Linked DNA regions of Macaca mulatta: region 2 is linked to region 1. Evidence: chromatin contacts called from public Hi-C data. All regions are on one chromosome and are shown on one strand. The core of a region is the stretch at or near the end of the contact, and the rest is flanking DNA. Distances in the headings are between cores, read along the strand shown. Region 1 holds the start of PDCD7 (programmed cell death 7). Region 2 holds the start of CLPX (caseinolytic mitochondrial matrix peptidase chaperone subunit X).

Region 1 (4,462 bases), core at 1,310-3,809:
CAGAGCAGCACAAAAAAGTGAACTGCGCATGGGAGGGATCTAGCTTGTGGGCTCCTTATGGAGAATCTAAAGCCTGATGATCTGTCACTGTCTCCTATCACTCCCAGATGTGACTGTCTAGTCGCAGGAAACAAGCTCAGGGCTCCCACTGTTTCTACATTATGGTGAGTTGTATAATTATTTCATTATGTATTACAATGTAATAATAATAGAAATAATGAGGAGGAGGGAAGGGAAACCCAGAGGCACTCAAAGGTAATGAAAATGCCTTAGACTGCCGGGTGTAGTGGCTCATGCCTATAATCCCAGCACTCTGGGAGGCAGAGGCAGGTGGATCACCTGAGGTCAGGAGTTCAAGACCAGTCTGACCAACATGGAGAAACCCTGTCTCTACTAAAAATATACAATTAGCTGGGGTGTAGTGGCGCATGCCTGTAAGTCTAGCTACTCAGGAGGCTGAAGCAGGAGAATTGCTTGAACACGGGAGGTGGAGGTTGTGGTTAGCCTAGATTGTGCCATTGCACTCCAGCCTGGGCAACAAGAGCAAAACTCCGTCTCAAAAAAATAAAAAAAGAAAAAATTTAAAAAAAGAAAATGCCTTAGAGAACTATCTGAACAATTTTCAGTTTTACCCTGGCCCTAAAGAGGCTGAGATCAACACGCTTTGGAATTAGACAACTTGGGATCAAATATGGGAAACTGCCACAAACTGGTTGTGTGACCGCTGGCAAGTTAACCTCTCTATGCCTCAACTTCCTAACCTGTAAAATTAGCATAATACTTCCTACTTCTCAAGGCTGTTATAAAGATTCAAGATCTGGTATATGTAACGACCTTAGCACAGCTCCTAGTATATATAGTAAATGCTCCGAAACACTATTGCTGAACCTGGGGATACATGGTTTGAAACTTGTAAAAAAGGAATCCTCGGGGAATCACTATTGCCCCATCAGCTAATTAGAGTATATATATATTCCTTGAGGTAGGGTCCCAAAGCTCTCTTTTTATTTATTTTTTTTGAGACAGTCTTGCTCTGTCGCCCAGGCTGGAGTGCAGTGGTGTGATCTCAGCTTACTGCAATCTCCACCTCCCGAGTTCAAGCGATTCTCCTGTCTCGGCCTCCCGAGTAGCTGGGATTTCAGGCGCCCGCTACCAGGCATGGCTAATTTTTATATTTTTAGTAGAGACGGGGTTTCACCATCTTGGCCAGGCTGGCCTTGAACTCCTGACCTCGTGATCCACCCGCCTCAGCCTCCCAAAGTGCTGGGATTACAGGCGTGGGCCACCGCGCCCGGCCTATATTTTGTGTTCTTAAAATCACCTAGGGCAGCACAAGACACAAGGAACTAGACACTTACTGGTTTTGAAAGTAAGTGGACAATGTTGGAGCAGGATAGAGGAGACCCGTCATTCGTGCAATGCCACTGTGTAATCCTATACTTTGTGTTTACAGGACTTTACAGTGCACCTGAACTTTTGTGTACATCATTAACACAAAATTAACATGGTGGTATGAGGTGGGAAGGTTAGCTGTCGCTTCATTTTGCGCGTAAGGACAGAGCCTTAGCCCTGGGAAATGGAAGTTTAAAGCCTCCTGGTGCTCCAGGTTCCAACCACCACCACTCCCACCCCCATGCGCGGCCGCTGCTCTCACCCGCTTCTTCTCCTCCACCTCCTGCACACACTTCACCCTCCAGCGGTCAATCTCCTGCTCGCGTTCCACTGCCCGCGCGGCCTCTGCCTCCCGCTCGGCCTCGCGTTCCCGGGCCCTCTCGCGAAGCCGCAGCCGGCGGCGCCGGACCCTCTCCAGCCTCCTCCGCGCCTCGCCCACATAGGCAGCCTGGGTCAACGGCTGTAGCCGCTCGGCCAGTTCCGCGCGCAGCGGCCCCACCTGGGAATACAACAAGGCCCAGGCCGCGCCGTCGGCTTCGGCCTCGCGCAGGGCCTGGCTCAGGCCGCGCAGCCGTCGCACCAGGCGCAGAGCCCCGCGCAATCGCGCTCGCACTTCGCCAAGGCTGGGCCCAGCGTGCGTGCGCTGGGGCACCGGACAGCCAGCCCGCCGCGGGGTCCCGAACACCGCCTCCAGCCACTGCCGGTCGCGCAGGCGCTGGAGGGCCGCATCCCCGAGCACGTCGGCCGGCGGCGGCGGCGCCTCAGGCCAGCGCGAGCTCCAAGGCGGCCCCGGGCCGGGAGGCGGCGGCCGCGGTCGCTCGCCGGCGTCGGTCCCCGGGAAGGGCCGGCACTGGGGCGGCGGAGGAGGCAGCGGCGGTGGTGGCACCGGGTAGAAGGCGCCAGCGCCGCCGCCGCCGCCGCCGCCGCGGGAGGCTTCCGCGGAGGCTCGGGGCTGCAGAGCCAGCGGAGGCTGAAGGAAGGGGGCGGAGGTCCCCGGAAAAGGGCCGGGCCGCTGGGGGAGAGGAGGCGGGAAAGCCGGGGAGGGCAGCGGCGGTGGCGGACAGCCGAAAGGAGCAGGAGGCGGCGGCTGCGGGGGCGGTGGGCCTGGGCGACCCTGGCCGAAAAAGGGTGGCAGAGCCATGTCTTCGACGGAGATGCTTTGAGAAGTGACAGGAATCTGAGTGGTTCCTCATGAGAACCTTCCGGCGGAAGTGACGTTGTTGCGACGCGCGGCGTCTGTAGACTTGTCCCTCCGGAAGGCTTCTTGCGTAAGTGGGCAGTGGTTAAACATTCGGTCGTTCAGTTCATAAATACTGTTCTTACTGAGGATCGTAGGTGCAGAGCTACCCGCTGCGCATACACTGAGACTGAGAGATACAGATCTTCTCTTCATGGAACTACCTGCCTAGTATAACATACTAATCAATCATGGTGAGTATCTTCGAGAAGTTGGAGGTTATCCTGAGGAACTGCAGCTGCAGCTGAGATCTGGAAGATAAATAGTTAAATAGAAAAAGAGAGGGAAGCACAGTGCAGATGGGAACATGTGCAAAGGCCATAGTAGATAGTAGATTTTTCTTAGAAAAATGAACTATTTTTACCTTTCTCGTTTCCCCCCACCTCCGACTTAGCTCTTTAGGAATGCAATTATAGGGTGGGCGCTGTGGCTCACGCCTGTAATCCCAGCACTTTGGGAGGCCAAGGCAGGCAGGATCGCTTGAGAACTGGAGTTTGAGACCAGTCTGGGCAACATAGTGAAACCCTGGCTCTACTAAAAATATTAAAAAGTAGCCGGGCATGGTAGCGTGCGCCTGTAGTCCCAGCCACTGGGGAGGCAGAGGTGGGAGGATCACCTGAGCCCTGGGAGGTAAAGACTGCAATGAGCCACGATAGCGCCACTGCACTCCACCCTGGGCGACAGAGTGACACCTGTCTCAAAAAAAAAAAAAAGGAATCCAATTAACCTTCACCTTCTCTGCACCACAACTGTCTACACTGTAAGCTTATCTAATGTGTTTGCTTATTAGTTCCAAGGACTGAAGCTTAAACCAGGCACCTCTGGAACTTTCCCATACCAGGGGATTGCCTGGGGACAATTGTCAATTTACAACCTAGCTCTGTCCCCCTCCCCCCCCACCCCTGCCTTCGCCCCAGGCTCCATAGCGCCAACCAGATCACCAATAGATACATAGGAGCAAGTCCCATAGTCCTAGCACCTCCTTGGTTTCCCCTCCCACCCCCCCGCCAACCCCCTTACATGCCATCCAGGTCAACCAAGTCCTGCGCCCCCCCACCCTCTTTTTTGAGACAGAGTCCCTCTGCCACCCAGGCTGGAGTGCAATGATGCGATCTTCACCCACTGCAACCACTGCATCATGACTTCAAGTTATTCTTGGTGCCTCAGCCTCCCTAGTTGCTGGGATTACAGGCCCCCGCTGCCACTCCCGACTAATTTTTGTATTTTTAGTGGTTTTGTATTTTTAGTAGAGATGGGGCTTCGCAGTGTTGGCCAGGCTGGTCTCGAACTCCTGGCCTCAGGTGATCTGCCCACCTCGGCCCCCCAAAGTGCTGGGGTTACAGGTGTGAGCCACTGCGCCTGGCCCTAAGTCCCCTTTTAAGCCTTCACTTTCTGCTGAGAAAGCTGAAGCGGTTTCCTTAAGGCAGGAGACTGTACTGCTTCTCCTCAGCCAAGCTCTGGAATAGTCTTTTTTTTTTTTTTTTTTTTTTTGAGGTGGAGCTTTGCTCTTGTCATCCAGGCTGGAATGCAGTGGCGCGATCTCAGCTCATTGCAACCTCTGCCTGCCAGGTTCAAGTAGTTCTCTTGCCTCAGCCTCCCAAGTAGCTGGAATTACAGGTGCACACCACCATGCCTGGCTAATTTTTGTATTTTTAGTAGAGACAGAGTTTCACAACGTTGGCTAGGCTGGTCTTAAACTCCTTACCTCAGGTGATCCATCCACCTTGGCCTCCCAAAGTGCTGGGGTTACAGGCATGAGCCACTGCACCTGGCCAGTCACATTTTCGTTTGTTTGAGACAGTCTCCCTCTGTTGCCCAGACTGGAGTGCAGTG
Region 2 (4,462 bases), core at 713-3,212, 50 kb after region 1:
ACAGAGGCCAGGGGCGGTGGCTCACGCCTGTAATCCCAGCACTTTGGGAGGCAGAGGCGGGCAGATCACAAGGTCAGGAGATCGAGACCATCCTGGCTAACACGGTGAAACCCCGTCTCTACTAAAAATACAAAAAATTAGCCGGACGTGGTGGCCGGCGCCTGTAGTCCCAGCTACTCGGGAGGCTGAGGCAGGAGAATGGCGTGAACCCGGGAGGTGGAGCTTGCAGTGAGCCAAGATTGCGCCACTGCACTCCAGCCTGGGCGACAGAGCGAGACTCTGTCTCAAAAAAAAAAAAAAAAAGAAGACGAAAAGAAAGGAAAGAAAGACAGGAAGGAGGGAAGGAAAAGAAAAGAAGAAAAGAAAGAAACCAGTCGTTTTGAAAATAAAAAAAAATAACTGCTTATCTCCTATGATTCAAAAGTGTTCACGGACTCTTGGCTAGAACAGATCAAGAACACTTTCAAAGAAGCCGTCCCTGCCCAAAGAGAACACACACATACTTCATCCAACCACTGTAAACTGTATTATTGTCTACTCCACTAGATTTAAACATGAGGGTGAGGACTTATTCTCCACTCTTACCTCCAGCACTAAAAGACCTGGCACATAGTGGGCCCTCGACAAATATTAATGTATGTCACATAAATGGATTAAAAAAACACTTTAAAGTGTTTGCAAATCGAATTCCTGGAATTGGGACATCTACTGGTTGAGGCTTAACAATGATTTAGGATTAAATTCACTCTCTTACATTTATGTATCATTTTACAAAATGCTTCTGCCCACATTACCTCATTCAATCCCTCCTTGTGTAGTAAAGAAACTAGAAGATACATTTAGTAAACAATAGGGATTTTATAATTGGTTTAAAAGTTAGATAAAAGGGACCTTTTTAAAAATCCATCCAAGGGTCATGAACCGGTAAGTCCAAATAAAAAGAATTTGTCTAGAAGTCAGTGATTATAACAGGATCTAGCCTCGTGATCTGACATCCATAGATTTGAGGAAGAGAAAAAAAGTTTATTTTCCAGACTCTCTTGGCTGGGGCGCCATTCTTTCACAGCTTCAGATAAACAGAAAGGAAAGGTAAACAACATGCGCCACTCTTAGGAAACAACCTCCCGGTCAAGTTGGGAAAGCCAGCAAAGGACTGCTGAAACACCCAAGGACTTCCGAACCAACTCCTGCGGGACCTCTCCCCATCTCCCCCGCCGCTGTCCTGCGTGCCCCGGGGCTTGCCTGACGCCGGGAAATATTGTGAACCTTGTTTATGTCCCAGTGTCTGGGCCGCACAGTGATAGTAACATCTCTGGTATCGCGCGGCTTGCGTCCGGGACGGTCAGCTGGGTGCCCTGAGTCCTAGGGGACCCTAGCAGGGACAGCCCCTCCTGGAGCCCCCAACGGGCCCGAGAGGGATCCCGGCCAGGCTGCGGAAGAAGAGCCGCGGCCGGGGCAGGCGGCGGTCCCCGGCAGGGCTGAGTGGGATCTGGAGGCATTTTTTAATAAGAGGAACATTTTGTGCCTCTTTCAGGGTTTCTACGAAGTGGCCGCATTCCGGCCCCAAAGTCAGCGGGCCTGAAAGCGCGCAAGAAGACGCGTGGGAAGGAGTTTACTTCCAATTTGAGCAACGGCTGCTCCAGAGGTCGGCAGAGCCCCATTCCACGGGGAAAGCAGTGGGTGCCGGGCGAAGTGCCGCCCATTCCCTCACACTCCCCGGGTGCAGCAGGCCTCGTGCCCTCCCCAGGACCCCTACCCACCAGCCAGTCCACCCCCTCCCCCTTGGCTGAGAGCTCAGGAGTGGCACTATTTCGTTACCTCTCTGCGCGGAGGCGAGTGAGGACGTGATGAGCCGGGCGGCAGCTGCGCCGCAAGTACAAGCACCGCAGCTGGGCATTTCCGCGAGGCCTAGGCCGGGGCTTCGCCCCCTGAGGACCTCCGGGTCTCAGCTGCGCGAATCCTGCTCGCAAGGCGCGCTGACTCGGTTCCGAACCCTTCCGCGGGCCCTAGACCCCGTGCAGAGTTCACCTGCCCGACTGCCAGGCCTTCGCGCTTCTGTGCCCCACAGCCGTCTACTCACCAGACTAGACACCCAACCCCCCTTCCCTTCCCCTCCTTCTCCCCCCACCCCCAGCCTACCGGGCCCGCGGAGCTTGCGCGCGCCTGCGCCGTAGGCCCGGGGAGGGGGCGGAGGGCGTGGGTACGCGCCGCGTATGCGCGCTGGAGAAGCTACGTGAGGCGAAGGCGAGGGGGCGGTACCGTGGGCGCGCCAATTAGTGCCCTACGGCAAGCGCCTAGACCCAACGGCGGCGACTACAGGTCCCGACGCGCATTGTTGCCAAAAGCCCTTTTATCCTAAAGTTGAACGGTTTTGAGATAGACGCGGAGAGATGCATGCCGGGACTTGTAGTCCCTAGTCGTCATAGTCAAGCTCTTCTTCCGGTCACTTTCGGTGGGCGGCAGGGAAGGTCAAGGTGAGGATGGTAGCTTAACCATCCACGGGGGAAGTCTCTAAAGTACCTTGGTAGCCGCTAGATGCTTCAGATTGACTAAGTTTCTTCCCCCGGGATTCCACATCCTGTGTTCCTCGTCTTATCATTCTCCTTAGTTTCATCACTTGTAAGGTGGAGGTGGTATTGTCAGTTAGTTACCTAAGCAACAACTGTTAGGTGGTAACAGCTCCCTCTCCTTGTTCTTTCAGGCCTCGTGGTGATAAAGCTTCCAGCTGTTGGTAGTCCATGGGTGTTTTACAGTCTTGAGGGTTGTCTCCCTCCCTGCCTCCCTCCCTCCCTCCTTATTTAGTAAAGATGAGGTCTCCCTATGTTGCCCAGGCTGGTCTCGAACTCCTGGGCTCAAGTCATCCTCTCCCATTGCCCTCCCAAAGTGCTGGGATTACAGACGTAAACCACCACGCCCGACTGATTTTCTTAAACCTGAACACACGCTAGTAAATACTCCCTTCATTAAACCCTTTTCTGTTAGGCTTTGTGTAGGGGACTATGTGCAAACCAGACGTTGCCAATAAGTCCTGCTCTTGCAAACGAAGCAGGGTGTTCCTGCTAAGTCCTGCTCTTGCAAATGAAGCAGGGCGTTCCTTCCCTGTAAACAGGGAGGACAAAGGAGCCAGCTGCAAACAGCAGACCCTGGGGGCTTGTTTATGTGTAAACATCTTGAAAATCCAGAAAGTCTGGGAAAGGTCAGAAAAACAACAATGTGTCTTGTAACTTGGCAACATTCCACAAACGACTGTATAAAATAAAGCAGAGTGCGCCATTCGAGGCGGCCGCCATGTTTGTCTTGTCTTGTGTCTTGGTTCCTTTGTTTAGGAAACACGCGGACCCCAACACTTTGTTGGAGCCCTCTTGCAGGGCTTGCTTCTGCACAGCTAAACAGATGGACCAGCTGCACAGGATGGAGGTTGGTGACAAGTGAGTCACGCCCTTGTCCCATCTGGGTTGGTGCCAGACTGAGTATTTACATTGTGTATGAGATTCTTATTAACTCTGAACCCCAGAGAAATTGCCAAGTGAGCTTAGGTGCCTTTATTGCTGAGCTTTGCGGGTGGGGATGGGGAGGCAGCAAAGGGAGAGGCAAGACCAGGTCACACAAGTCAGTGAGCCCTCATCAATCTCCATCCAGTCCAGAGAAATGTGGCTTCTAGGTCCCTGTGTCTAGCTGTGAGAAGGGTCATTGGCCTTGGCCCAGGCCACAATTTTTTCTCTCTCTTTGGATAGGTGACTCCTGGTACTCCCTCAGCATAGTGAGGGAGTACCACTATGGTCTTGAGCCACCATAGTTGCAGAGACTAGAAGAGAGCCCACGTCTTCCCTCACCAAGACTTTGGTCTTCCTCCCCTGAGTCCATTAATAGAATTCCGAGAGAGGAGAGTCTCCAGTATTCCCTCAATCCAGTGTTTCAAACTATATTCGCAAAATTTCTCAGAAGCTATAGCTTTGTAGTAGAGGTGAAGGAACCAAGTAGATGGACCTTCCCTGCCAACTCCACCATGCCACCCCAAAATCAACCAGAGCAGCTCTGCCTTGAACTATTTAATTACTGGGGGTTTTTTTGAAAACAGTTCTGCATTAAGACAATGTATGAAATTCATTGAGTCAAGGACAAACCTTTCCTTTTATAAATGAACTGAGGGCCTCTGACACCCAATTTAAATTCTTTTCATCCCGCCCCTACCTTCTTTTTCAATTGTGTCGCATTTTCTTCTCATTATAAAAATGAAGAGATTGTTCGCCAAAACCTATAGATTGCTATAAGCAAGCTGAGTAAGAGTGTTGCTAAATCAAGGCTCAGGCTAGGGGAACCACTCCAGTAAGACTTCCTTTTCCCAATCTATTCTAGATAATTGACTTCGCATTCATTCAGTCAACAAATATTTATTAACTACTAGTTACATGCCAGACCCTGGGGAAATAGTACTGAAGTTTAAAAAATTTTCCTCCTCAGG

Evidence for each region. A called contact is a pair of places that touch in the nucleus more often than the background predicts.
Region 2: a Hi-C map of CD4 T cells shows a contact between it and region 1, with 3 times the contacts expected there. The contact joins the promoter of CLPX here to the promoter of PDCD7 in region 1. A contact is called at or near these places in 4 of 14 Hi-C or Micro-C datasets (CD4 T cells, cortical neurons, fetal cortex germinal zone and 1 more).

The regions. Positions count from the first base shown.
Region 1 is chr7:42,547,538-42,551,999 of T2T-MMU8v2.0, forward strand. PDCD7 (programmed cell death 7) reads right to left here and starts at 2,560. Exons shown (of 5, transcript XM_015142475.3): 1 at 1,655-2,560. The coding sequence starts at 2,533.
Region 2 is chr7:42,598,261-42,602,722 of T2T-MMU8v2.0, forward strand. It overlaps CLPX (caseinolytic mitochondrial matrix peptidase chaperone subunit X), which reads right to left and starts at 1,963. Exons shown (of 14, transcript NM_001260887.1): 1 at 1,819-1,963. The coding sequence starts at 1,897. LOC106999218 (a long non-coding RNA gene) reads left to right here and starts at 2,336. Exons shown (of 3, transcript XR_001445945.3): 1 at 2,336-2,474; 2 at 3,327-3,428; 3 at 4,462.